3 separate regions of the Mus musculus genome follow, and all the other regions are linked to region 2. Evidence: chromatin contacts called from public Hi-C and HiChIP or PLAC-seq data. All regions are on one chromosome and are shown on one strand. Each heading gives the region's core, a stretch centred on a gene start, on an enhancer-like site or on the middle of the called end of the contact. The rest is flanking DNA. Distances are from core to core; before and after follow the strand shown.

What was found. Hi-C and Micro-C count contacts between places; a contact is called where the count stands out from the background. HiChIP or PLAC-seq counts read pairs in DNA pulled down with a chosen protein or histone mark.
Region 1: a Hi-C map of bone marrow-derived macrophages shows a contact between it and region 2, with 28 read pairs. The contact joins two enhancer-like sites. A contact is called at or near these places in 2 of 15 datasets of contacts at CTCF or cohesin (the NIH/3T3 cell line and large pre-B cells), 62 of 484 Hi-C or Micro-C datasets (the AtT-20 cell line, B cells, the BV-2 cell line and 34 more), 31 of 115 datasets of contacts at active chromatin or transcription factors (the 230-238 cell line, CD8 T cells, the NIH/3T3 cell line and 20 more) and 5 of 9 other capture datasets (adipose tissue, embryonic stem cells, liver and 2 more).
Region 3: an H3K4me3 HiChIP or PLAC-seq map of bone marrow-derived macrophages shows a contact between it and region 2, with 6 times the contacts expected there. The contact joins two enhancer-like sites. A contact is called at or near these places in 1 of 15 datasets of contacts at CTCF or cohesin (the NIH/3T3 cell line), 25 of 484 Hi-C or Micro-C datasets (the C10 cell line, the C2C12 cell line, CD4 single positive thymocytes and 16 more), 19 of 115 datasets of contacts at active chromatin or transcription factors (the NIH/3T3 cell line, T-cell acute lymphoblastic leukemia, bone marrow-derived macrophages and 13 more) and 4 of 9 other capture datasets (adipose tissue, liver, macrophages and 1 more).

The regions. Positions count from the first base shown.
Region 1 is chr7:128,377,323-128,381,461 of GRCm38.p6, reverse strand. All of the region lies in intron 4 of Rgs10 (regulator of G-protein signalling 10), which reads left to right. Among named protein-coding and RNA genes, the nearest start is that of Gm39092, 12 kb to the right of the region's middle. Within about 2 kb of position 2,406, at least 34 of the 459 cell types and tissues checked have an H3K27ac peak or open chromatin away from gene starts, as enhancers often do. A contact at or near this core is called in bone marrow-derived macrophages, where this site is marked.
Region 2 is chr7:128,671,107-128,675,245 of GRCm38.p6, reverse strand. The region is part of intron 9 of Inpp5f (inositol polyphosphate-5-phosphatase F); the gene reads right to left. Among named protein-coding and RNA genes, the nearest start is that of Inpp5f, 62 kb to the right of the region's middle. Within about 2 kb of position 2,610, at least 186 of the 459 cell types and tissues checked have an H3K27ac peak or open chromatin away from gene starts, as enhancers often do. A contact at or near this core is called in bone marrow-derived macrophages, where this site is marked.
Region 3 is chr7:128,357,587-128,361,302 of GRCm38.p6, reverse strand. Gm39092 (a long non-coding RNA gene) reads left to right here. Exons shown (of 3, transcript XR_869958.2): 3 at 1,859-2,510. Among named protein-coding and RNA genes, the nearest start is that of Gm39092, 7.6 kb to the left of the region's middle. Within about 2 kb of position 1,417, at least 13 of the 459 cell types and tissues checked have an H3K27ac peak or open chromatin away from gene starts, as enhancers often do. A contact at or near this core is called in bone marrow-derived macrophages, where this site is marked.

The DNA.
Region 1 (4,139 bases), core at 1,157-3,656, 290 kb after region 2:
TTATCAGGTAGGTCGGTTGCACTAGTAGGTTTGATCTTGAAAGTTGGGCCGCTTGTCCCTGATGCCCAGCCCTGGCTATCCTACCCTTTCCTGGCTGGGCTAGAGAGAACAGATGACTCAGTGAGGAACCACCTCAATCAGAGGGTCAACGTTGGCCTTGGCTTTCTAACCATGACTTTTCATTGGCCCTTGGCCTGAGTGCTAGCCCTCCACCCCATCCCTGTCTCAGCCTGTCACTTCCTGGATGTTGGAGTCATGGTTATGACCACTGTGTGGTAAATTGGCTCTTGGCATCAGAAGAGGGAAGTTGGGGCTTAGAGCCTCATCCTGCCTCAGACCCCACATGGGCTGTTTCTTAGTGTGGCCCTAGGTTCACCCCAGCTCCCCTGTTTTTCTACACAGGACCTGAGTCTGAGCTTTCCTGCATCACCACGGTCCCTCTGTCTAGGCTGTGCTTGGCAATCAGATCCAGGGTATAGCCCATCTCTGGCTTATGGGTCCCGCTGACATTCGCTTCCAAAGGATCAAAGGCAGTCTAGAAATCAGCAGTTTCCAGGGAGGTTTCCTCACATCTATACGGTTGGCCACCTTCAGCAGGATGGGGCACGAAGGCTGCTCTCTGCAGAACTTTCAGAGTGACCTTATGACTTAAAGATAGTGGGAAGGCTGGGAGGGGGGTGTGAAGAACTGCCAGAAAAACACTAGACTCTGCGTCATGGCAGACATTCAGAACAATCGTTGAACTTTGAACTGACTTTCACAGCCTCCAGGGAAGACTGGATAGCCCACACCGAGGGAGTAGATTTTGTCTTATGTGGAGGGTCTTTTTGACTCCATTTCTGGCCTTGGAGTTCTGATTCCACCCTTGGCACGTTCACCATCCCTAATGGGCCTGTCTATGAACTAATGGGCCTGTCTATGAACTAAAGTGCTGTCCAGATCGACGAAGCCTTTCTAGTGGCCCGCTCGTGCTTGAGGGCAGGGTCTTCAGTCTCTGCTTGCCACTGTCCCACTGTCTGCTAGCTGCCCTTAGACCTCCTGGGTACGCCCCACTCCTTCTTCAGAAGACGTAGGAGGACCTCCACTCACAGGGTGGGCACAGTAGCTTGCCAAACCCATTAATCACCTAAGAGCTGTAGGGAGAGGTTTCCTTTTCTCTCAGTTCTATATTCACACAGCCAGTAATCAGTTCTGTAATCTAGGTATAAGGAGAGGGAGAGAAAGGGGGAGGGGGAGGGAGAGAGAGAGGGAGAGAGAGAGAGGGAGGGAGGGAGGGAGGGAGGGAGGGAGAGAGAGAGAGAGAGAGAGAGAGAGAGAGAGAGAGAGAGAGAGAGAGAGATAGAGATGGGGGTGGTGGTGGTCTAGAATGGCAAGTCAGAGAAATCCTATGACCAAACTTTATGTTACATTGAAGGATTGAAAATTTTCCTCCTTATGCGGGTAGAAGTAACCCAGAAAAGAAGGGAGGTGGGTATTTCATTTAGTTCTTCTAATGTACTTGATTGTGAGTGATCAAATATTTATCAAGCTGAAAATGCAGTGGCTGGAGGCAGTGGATTAGCCTGGAGTGGCCCTCGTTCTGAGACCGACTGCTTCCAGGGATGTCCTTCCGTCCCTCCCCAAGCAGCCTGGTGGGCACTGCAAAGGTGGTTCCCCCCCTTGCTGTTCCACTGCAGCTCTGTCTGGGGTTTGAGGAAGCACGGTGGGTGTTTGGATGATGTAGGGTCCCTGCACTGGAAGCAAGGTGCAGGCAGGGCACAGTTGCGCAGGCGCAGGATTCGCCTTCCGCTCTTTTCCTCCCAGTCCGGTCCGCAGCAGGGGATCCCAGGCAACCGGCTAAACAGTTTATAGTGTAGGCATGCAGATGTGGAGCCTGCAAACCAGGAGCCTTGCTATGCTACATCTGTCCTGGCCAAAAAAAGAAAAAAAAAAAAAAAAAAGAAGCAATCCCGGAAGCAGCCCAGCTGCCTACTCACGATTTTCTGCTTTGCTGCCTGCTGGAGACAAATCTCCTCGTGCTCAAAGGCTTCTTCCTCTTCCTCCCCCTGAGTTGTTTCCATTTTCTCCTCCTTCCTGCAGATCACATTGTTTAGGTCCAGGTCAGCTTTGCCTGCTGGAGGCCTGGTCTTATAGAACCAACTAAGATCTCAGGGCCAGCTCCTTTCTTCTTGAGTTGAGGCTCGCACCTAGGCCGTGCATTGCAGGTCTTCAGAACTGTGAGGGGCTCACGTCCGTGCTTCTGTTTTAGCAGTTTCCTAGTGGGTCAGTCCCATACGTTTTCAAACAGCAAACACTTCTTGCATATCTAGGAGACTAGGAATCTGAAACCAGCCATGGGCAGTCGGGGGTCCTGATGAAGGGCCTAGAAGAGGAACTTGCCGTAGTTCCAGCTCCTGGTCAGTTGCTTGCTCGTCACCTTTGGAACTTGTAGGCTGTGTCCACGTCATTCCTGTCTCTGTCACTGTTGTTACACAGCTTCCTTCTTTCTAGGTCTCTCTGTGTGTCCTGCCTCTTTGGATCTGGGTCCCACTACCCTGGAGGGTGATTTCAGCTTGATATCAATAGGTCTGTTTCTAAACAAAGTTGCATTTTGAGGCTCTAGGTAGATATACATTTTTGAAGACCTACAAACTTGCCTCAAGCCTTTAGAACGATTCCTTTCCCTCTGATATATTTGGGATCATGGGTTAAAATTCAGTACATTTTGAAATTAAATATTCAATCGCTTAATTCTTATGGGCAAGTTTCTATGTTTAACTCTTTGCAAATCTTATTTCTCTCTGTTTGTCTGTCTCTCTCTCTGTCTCTCTCTCTGTCTCTCTCTGTTTTCTCATGTAGTTGAAAGGCTGACCTGGAGCATGTGTGTCCCAGGCTGGTCTTGAACTTGTGATCCTCCTGCCTCTCCATTCCAAGCACTACCCATCATGTAGACCTTTTTTTTTTTTTTCAAAAAAAAATTTTTTTTAACATTTGCTTATTTATTCGAGGGGCAGGGAGCACACATGACATAGCACATACACTAGAGCCAGGGCAGCTTGCAGGAGTTGGTTCTCGCCTTCTACCACAAGGGATGGCAGTAACATATCATCAGGCTGCCAGGCTGTGTGTCATGTGTCTTTACCATCTGAAACCTCTCACTGGCTCCCAGACCTTTAAAAAAATTTTTTTATTAGATATTTTCTTCATTTACATTTCAAATGCTATCCCAAAAGTCCCCTATACCCTCCCCCCACCCCCTGCACCCTGCTCCCCTACCCACTCACTCCCACTTCTTGGCCCTGGTGTTTCCCCTGTACTGGGGCATATAAAGTTTGCAAGACCAATGGGCCATCTTCTGCTACATATGCAGCTAGAGACACGAGCTCTGGGGGGTACTGGTTAGTTCATATTGTTGTTCCACCTATAGGGTTGCAGACCCCTTCAGCTCCTTGGGTATGTTCTCTAGCTCAGACCTGATTTTTAATGACTGCATAGTGTTCTGCCACACAAGAGTCATACAGCTGGTTAGGTGTATAGGATGGAGAAGCAGCCTGCCGGGCTTGGCCTCCTGTCTGTCCCTTATGTCCTTCTCCTGCCCCACTTCATACGTGGAGATCCTCACTTACTGTACCTGGAATGTGGCTGTGTCTGGAGACAGGGACTAAGAAAGGATAATTACGTTAAACAAGCTCATATGAGTGGGCCCTGATCCAAAGTGACAAGTGTTTTTTTTTTTTTTTTTCAGTAGTGTATGTGTGTTCTGTGTGTATGTGTGCATATGTGTGGGTGCATGTGTGTTGTGTACGTGTATGAAAGAGACAATATGCATGTGGTGGTCAGAGGACACCTCTGAGGAGTTGTCTCTCTCCGTCCATGTTTTATGTGAATTCTGGAAATCAAGTTCTAGTTACCGGGCTCTTACAACAACTACCCTCATCCGAACTTCACCTGCTGGGCCATCTTGCGGGCCCTTGATGTATGTTCTCGTAAGACATTCACAGGGATGACCTTGTGACACCGAGAGACACCCTGGAAGAAGTCAGTCCGCTGGTAGCTTGACCTCAGAATCTGGCCTCTGAAACTATGAGGGAAAGTTGTCTGTGGTTCTGTTTTGCCAGACAGAGCGGGGCAGCCCTTGCCATTCAGCAAGCACTAGCCAC
Region 2 (4,139 bases), core at 1,361-3,860:
GAAGGCCAGTGGAACAATTCATTTGGAATTACATTTTACAAATATAGCTGTGCTTAGTTAGAAACTAGTCTACTCAAGCACCAATTTTACCATAAAATTAAAATATCTGTCATATAAGTTTAGCTGTATGAGAGCTGTTAACATCAATGGTAATAGTCCTGTAAATTTGCAATAGCCAACCAAAACACAAAATAAAACATGCTTCTTTTTTAACAGCAAAGGTTTTTTTTAAGATTTTTAAGTTTGTGTGTGTGTGTGTGTGTGTGTGTGTGTCTGTGTGTGTGTCTGTGTCTGTGTCCAGCCCTGGGGGTCAGAGGCATCAGAGGCCCCTGGAACTTGAGTTACAGACAGTTGTATGTGGGTGCTGGGAATTGAACCTGGATCCTTCTGGACCTTCATGGTCTTGACTGCTGAGTCCAACCTAAATAGTAGGTATTTTGAATAGGCAGAATAAGTTTAAAAAAAAAAACCCTACAAATGAGATAGCATAAAACTACTGAAATATGTAAAAGGAAATCTGAATAGACATAAATATGTACCATGTTGCTGAATCTCAAGGTCCAATATTGTAAAGATATCAAGGCTTTCCAATTAATCTATATACTCAACCATCCCAATCAAAATTCAACCAGGATCTTTTCATGGAAAAGATAACTTAATTCTAAAAAAGTAAATATTCTCAAAAAGTAAATATTTGGAAAAAAATGAAAAGCAATAAACACAGAGAAATTTGCCCCATCTGGAACAATTCTATATAGTCTATGTAGCAAGCAAGACTGTGAAACTAAAGATAGGCAACTGACAGAGGAGAACAAGGCTGAGGGCCAAAGACCTGAGTCCACTGAGGCAGGAAGGGTAGGTAGCTAAGCACACTGCTGTGAGCAAGCACAGATGACCATCAGGGGCCCTGGGACGACAACTGTCTGTCTACAAGGAAAAGAGACTTATAAAAGAGTTCCCTATATCTCTTTAATGAAACACAAAATAAACTCTAGATACATCAATGACCTAAATGTTATTTAAAAAAAAAAAAAAAGCCACAAAAAAAGTAGTAGTTTTTGCACAGCTGTAGGTGGAAGCATGACCTCCCAAGCATAAAATAAAAACCAGAAGACAAAGATGATGTTTCCGATGTGACAACAGGAAAAATTTAAATCTGTGTACAAGTGACATTATCAGCAAAGGTTTAAAAAAACAAAACAAGGAACTCTCATGAGAATGTACTTGCCACAGAAAATCAACACTTTATAGAGTACCATAAACAGAGTAAGAAAAAACTGGGTACAAAAGACCCCAGTGAGCAAGATGCTACAGTCCCTACTAACAGTAAATTGCAAATGTCAGGATATAAAAGAGGTTTTAACCTACTGACGGGTAAATTTAAATAACTGAACAGAGTCAGCATTGGTGAACATGAAAAACAACAGCGGGGTCCCATTGCTACTGAGAATAGAAGCTGTGTGATCCCTTAAAAACGGTTTCTAATTTCCTGCTGCTTGTGTTGGGTGGGCAGGGCAAGTCTGAGGATTTTCAGTGCTTCTGGTGCAGTATCTCTGAATGCTAAATATCAACTTTAAGTGTATATGCTGTTTAATTCAACAAGTTTGCCTTCACAAATTCATTCTGCAAAAACAAGTTCCCTAATTCTTAGACTTTTAAAATTGTCTTTACTCTCGGTGGGGGGCACATGTATAAGCATGTGCAGGGGGCAGAGTTAGAGAACTTTATGGCGTCTGCTCTCACGCCCCGCCCCCTTACGTGGGTGCCAGGGATGAAAATGTACACATGGGTGATAAGGCTTGCCCATCAAGTGCTTGACCTGATGGGCCATCTTGCCAGCTCTTCACTTTGGATTATTTTGTTTTTGAGGCAGGGTCACACTATGTAGCCCTGGCTGTCCTGGAACTTGGTATGTAAGCCAGGTCAGCCTCAAACTCACTTTGTGCTGGACTAAAGGTGTGCACCATTATAACCAATTTGTTTTTTCAAACTGAGTTCTTATATAGCCCAGGCCTTGAATTTACTGGATAGCCTAGGCTGGACTAATCCCCTTTACAACCTCTATAGTCTCCTCCTGAGTGCTGGGATTATAGATACACACCATCATTCCCAATTTAGAACTTTTCCTTTTTTCTGCCAGCCTTTGCCTCCGGAGGTGTTGGGATTAAAGGCATGTGCCACCACTGCCTAACCTAAGAATTCTGGGGAAAAGACTAACAGCCAGAGACTTCACTGCAGAACAGTATGTGCACTGCCAGCTCTTTGTGACTTCAGCCCATGGTGAATGTGCGGGTGTCAGGTGACCTTGCTACAAACAATAGATTGCTAACTCAAATCTCAAGGCAAGCCTGGAAGCCGCAAGGCTGAGTGCAGTGACTTCAGTAAACCACTGAGGACTCGGGTTCTTTCTGCCTTTCCCTCTGCCATTCCCTCATTGCTTCCCCAGCAGCACACTGGATAAACGCCCGACTGCTTCATTCACCATCTTGAGACAGATGCAAAAGTCCCTAACATCAAATCCTGACAAAGCAGCCTCAGGGGCACTGTGGGTTCCGGTATATCTTTTATTAGAGCAGGAAGCTTTTCCCACATCAGACCTTCTGTCAAACAGCTCCAGCCTAAACCAATTATGAGCTAGCGCAATGCAGCCACACGGATGAGTCACCCTGACCGTGGGCCCCTCATCGCAGAAAGCAATTACCCAGGAGAAGGACACAGATAACACAGATAAATGAACACTGCCAGGCTCCTGCTGGAGGCCAGGAGGTGTCTGCTCAGCGCCCGCCTCTAGATATTGACGTGCGTCAACGGGGAGCAGGGACAAGTGTGGGAAGAGGTTATTTCCTGGCGTGCACACCTCAGTATTGCTCCTTTTAACAATTTGTGTTGCATTTAAATATGGCTTATTCTTTCTAATGCTACTTACAATTAGGAATATCAATAATGCATGAATCAACACGAATCAACACATTATTAAGGAACTCAATGCAGAATAAGACCAAATCATTCCTGACCACATCCAGTCCTTCATGCCGCCCTCAGCAGCCGCTGGCTCTGATGCTGCAGTGAGGCTCTTGCATAAGCACCCGTGACTGAGCACACTTGGAGTCCTGTTTGCCGATTTAAGTGCTAATTGCTCTGCATCCTTTCCCAGACTTGACGCTTCTCAGCGGTTCCCCTCAGCTCCCCAGTGTGTGAGTCATGGCTTTAATTTGCATTTCCCTGATGATTAATGAGATGACGCACCTTCTCTGATGGATTTGACTTTATAAAATATCCTTGTACATAAAATCCTGTTACATTATTCTGTCCAGTTTTTTTTGTATTGTACATCCTTTTTAATGGGTTTAGAAGACATTTAAATGTGCTGCGAGATAACAGACCAAATCTTAACTATTAAAGATTTATTTTATGTGTGTTTTGCCTACATGTACCTGTGTGTACCATGTGTGTGCCTGCTGCCCTCAGAGCTCAAAAGGAGGTGTCAGATTCCCCGGAAGTGGACTTACTCATGGTTGTGAGCCACCATATGTATTCTAGGGTTGGAACCTGGGTCCTCTACAAGAGCTCTTAACTCTCCAGCCTCCCCTAATCTCTGAATTACCTTTCATTCTCTTCATAATGCCTTTTTAAAAAGTATTTATTTTATGCATGCGTTTCAATTGTGCATAACCAGAAATAACAAATAGTAAAAAATCGTAAAGTAAAAATCAAGTTAGTCCCTTTCCATTATGGTTAGCGTTGTTGTTTTGTACATGTATGTATCTTTGTGTGGTGAATACACAGCATAGCACATGTGCAGAGGTCAGAGGTCAACCTTAGATGTAGGCCTTTGTCTTCCATCCTGTTTGGGGCAGTGTCTGTATTGGTTACAGCAAGCTGGCCTACAGAGCTCTAGGATTCTCCTTTCTCCACGTCCAAGCTCTCCTTAAGAGCCCTGAGATTACACATTCAGGGCCTCGAACTCACAGAGATCCTCCTGCCCCTGGCTCAGAGTGCTGGGACTGAAGACACATGTCATGTCACCTCTTCTCTTCTCTTCTCTTCTCTTCTCTTCTCTTCTCTTCTCTTCTCTTCTCTTCTCTTCTCTTCTCTTCTCTTCTCTTCTCTTTGTGTGAGTGGGTGCTGGGACCAAACCC
Region 3 (3,716 bases), core at 168-2,667, 310 kb after region 2:
GAAGGAAAAAAGAAAGGAAAGAAGAAAGGAAGAGAAGGAAGGAAGAAAGAAAAAAGAAAAGAAGAAAGGAAGGAAGAAAGAAAGAATGGAAGGAAGACAGAAAGGAGGGAGGTAGGGAAGGGAGGAGAGAAGGGAGGAGGGGTAGGAGGAGGGAAGGGAGGAAGGAAGAGTCCCCAAAAGGCCTGATTGATTTCAGCCTGGGCTCTGGAGAGCTTTGTAGAGGCATCACTGACGTGGAAACTTAAGGGTTCTTTAGAAAGTCGGTTGGATGGTGTTTTGCTGGGGCAAACGCGTGAAGGAATGTCAGCTGAAGTGGACACAGGTGTGAAAGGCTAAGGTAGACTCATAAAGGAACTTTTCGCTGAAGCAGACACAGGAGAGAGGATGTTCTGCTAAAGCAAGCACGTGAAAGGACACGAGGTGAAGGATTCTTTGCTGACAACACGCATGCATTGGTCTGTCTTACATTGCATGGTTGAGAGGCAATAGTCGGGACTCCACAGACAGAAATGTGTAAAATTCTTCTGGTGGTGTTCTGAAGTTTGTTGCCACTTCCAAGGACTCGAGCTGATTGGATGCACATGCTGAGACAGGACACGCACTGAGGCAAGGCACACGGAGAGCACATGATGGTTGGAGGGCATAAATAGGACTCCACAGAGTGACGAGACAGAGCTTGGCTTGCTGGTACAGCTGTCTGTGCTTGTGGATCTCCCGTATTTGCTGATCTTCACTTCCCTGATCTTCACTTCCCTGAGAGACACATAGCTGAGAACTTCTGGTGTTCCTATTGGTCCCTCCTGCTGACTGGAGCTGAGGCTGAGGTCTGTCTGTCTCTGCTAGGACGTGTCACCGCCATTACTGAATTTATCAAACTGGCTGGCTGGTGTATCCATGAAGTGTTTTTGAGTGGATCAAGCTGCCACTGCCTGCTAACCTGTGAACTGAACTGATGATTTCCAGACAACACAGATGGAATCTGCTCCAAAGAACCTTTCTAAACAGGTCCACTTCCCCCGTATCCTTTCTTTCCCACTACTCTGGAAGATGGCGGGTTAAAAGGGAAGTTAAAGTGGTCAAGAACCACCATTAAAAATAGGATTTGAAAAAATTAAAGTTACACATTACCTAGAACAATTGCAGGGGATAATGACTATTAACCAGTCCCGTGGTTACCAGCAGCCTTTGAAGGCCCCAATCGCTAGCCACTTCACCTACCTCACTACAGCGGAAAAAAGATTCAGTATGACCCAGAAAGGCCAGCTCCACTGCACAGGAAGTAGGAGAAAAAGACGGTAGACGTGGCAGGAGAGCTGTCTCAGTGAATCAACCGGAGTTGATTTCCCAGTACCCACAGAGACTCATAACTGCCAGCAACTCCAGCCCCAATGGATCTGACACCCTCTACTGGGCTTGGTGGCACCTGCATGCCCATGTGTGTGCGTGCATGCACAGACATGCACTAGCATAGGAGTACGTGGCACACACACACACACAGAGCCACATAAATATAAATAAAAGATTTTTTTTTTTTAAAGGCAGCAGGAGATGTCAGGGCGCCTGCCTAAGTGAGGGTTATGGTGAAACTGCTAATGAAGTTCCAGAACTTGGTATTTAGCTTTTCTCAGGGAGGCAGGGAGTAGAATATATCAGACTATGCTTGTTCAGTGTCAGGGCTAGACTGGTCCCCGGTCCTGGGTTTTCTGCCGGTTACTCAATTTGCTGGGCTACACAGAAGTGGATGCGCAGTGCTGTGAAGTGTGAGCAGGAGCACTGTCTCGTTCAGCTGACTTGCCACTTGAGTGGTGGACTGCCCTCCCTGTAAGTTACAAATATTCCCACTTCTGTCTCCTTTCAGACCTACTGCAAGCCCAGAGACCAACACACAGGGGTCTGTAGGCCACTGACTGGACGGGAAAGAAGCCAGAATGGAGAAGCTGCTGAAGGAACCACAAGTGTCCGTGTTTCCTTTTTCTGACCTGGAGGCTGGTGCTCCTCCCATCATTCCCTGCTTCAGTGCTGGGGACACCGGGCTTCCTCTTCTAGCATGTGGTTTGGTGTCACCATCCCTAGGGAAACTCTCGGTGACTTTGGAACTCAGGCTGAATGTCAGTCTGGTTCGTTTCCATGCTTTTATTTGCTCGTTGCTGTTTTCAAAGCCCCTTGGATTGTTTGTGAGTCTGAGTGATGGCACATCTGCCACAGTGTAGTGTGGGTGGCAGCATCCTGCTCTCTAGTCTGTGTACAAAGAAATGCTGCTGCTAACTACACCTGTCCAGTCTGTCTGCCTCAGCATGGTCGCTGCTGATGGCGTTCCAAGCGCAGACGTGAGGGAGGAGGGTGAGGCAGCCAAGGCTTTATTCTCTCTGTGGTGTGAGCACCGAGCTGAGGAAGGGTGCTGTTGTGAAGTTCTGCTCTCAACTTTGGTTCTGTTGGAGGAAGGGAAGACCCGAGGACGGGTGTGCCATGGAAGCAAGCGGTGGGGCAGAAGACAGAGGGAGTCGCAACCAGGAAACAAAGCCTTCTGTGGTTTAACTTGCAGCCAGTTTGAAGGATGGATTTGGAAAAGTTAGAGGTGCAGTTCTGGAGTGTTTGGGGTCCAGATGCAAAAGAGAAAAAAAAATCTAACTAACTTGGAAGCTCATCGGAAAGAGATCAGCTCAAAGATGACCCTCTCTAACAAGAACTCCTGCCTCGGCCCGAGGAAGTCAGAGCTATGGGCCAGGAGGAAGGAAGGAGACAGAACCAAATGCTCTTTTTGAGACAGTCTTGTAGGGAACTCAGCAAACGCTTTCCTCGTGTCCCAGACTCCTTTGCGGAATCAGGGTAGGAAATAAGCAGGCTTTCTTTGGGTGACCTTCTGAAATGGAAGGAAAGGACGTTTTACAGTGTTGCTTTTTCTCAAGTTCAGGTTGTGGAAACCATAGCTTCTTAAAAGGTCAAGTCAGTTTGCTGGACCTTTTTCTCATTGGTATTGAGAAGAGATCGCAAGATGCTGTTGGCTGGTCAAAGCTTACTTTAAGTGTCTCAAGCTCTGGGGGGTGGGGGTGGTTCCAGGGTGGGCTATCTCACTATTCTTTTTGAACAGAAGCTGAGGGACAGATGTCATGTGACACACATCTCCACACCTCAGCAGAGACCTGACACTCGATTCTGCACCCCCCTCCGCTGTGCCTCTCTATCTGTGTAGACTTCAATCTTATATACACTTTGTTCAAGGTTCCCTGGATCACCAATTCAGTGTGTTTGTTCCTAAAGTTGGCTGTTGCTGGCAGTCTGCAACCCTCCATGTTCTCCTGCTGTGCTTAGCTATTTGTGTACTGTCCAGTGGCTGTCCTTTCTGCTGGGTCTGTTGTGTCTGGTAGAAGAGTTTTAATCTATAACGGATGTCAAAGCCTCTATAGGGAGGGGTGTGTGCTGCAGAGCGAAAGGATGGGTATGGGAGCAGACGGTTTGATTGGAGGATTTTTTTTTCACTGTCTCATGTAGCCTAGGCTGGCCTCAAGCTCACTTGGTAGCAAGCCTGCCTTTGCACTCAGCCCAGCAGAAGTCTGAACATTTCTATAATGAGAAGAATCTCCTGTGTACCCCATCCTCATATCCCTAAATACTGCATCCCCCTTATACACTCACGCTCTGCACAGGAGCTTTGCACCAAACAGTGTGAGCAGAAAGCCTGACTTCCATCCTTAGATCCTCCGGGCCAGAAGGAAGGC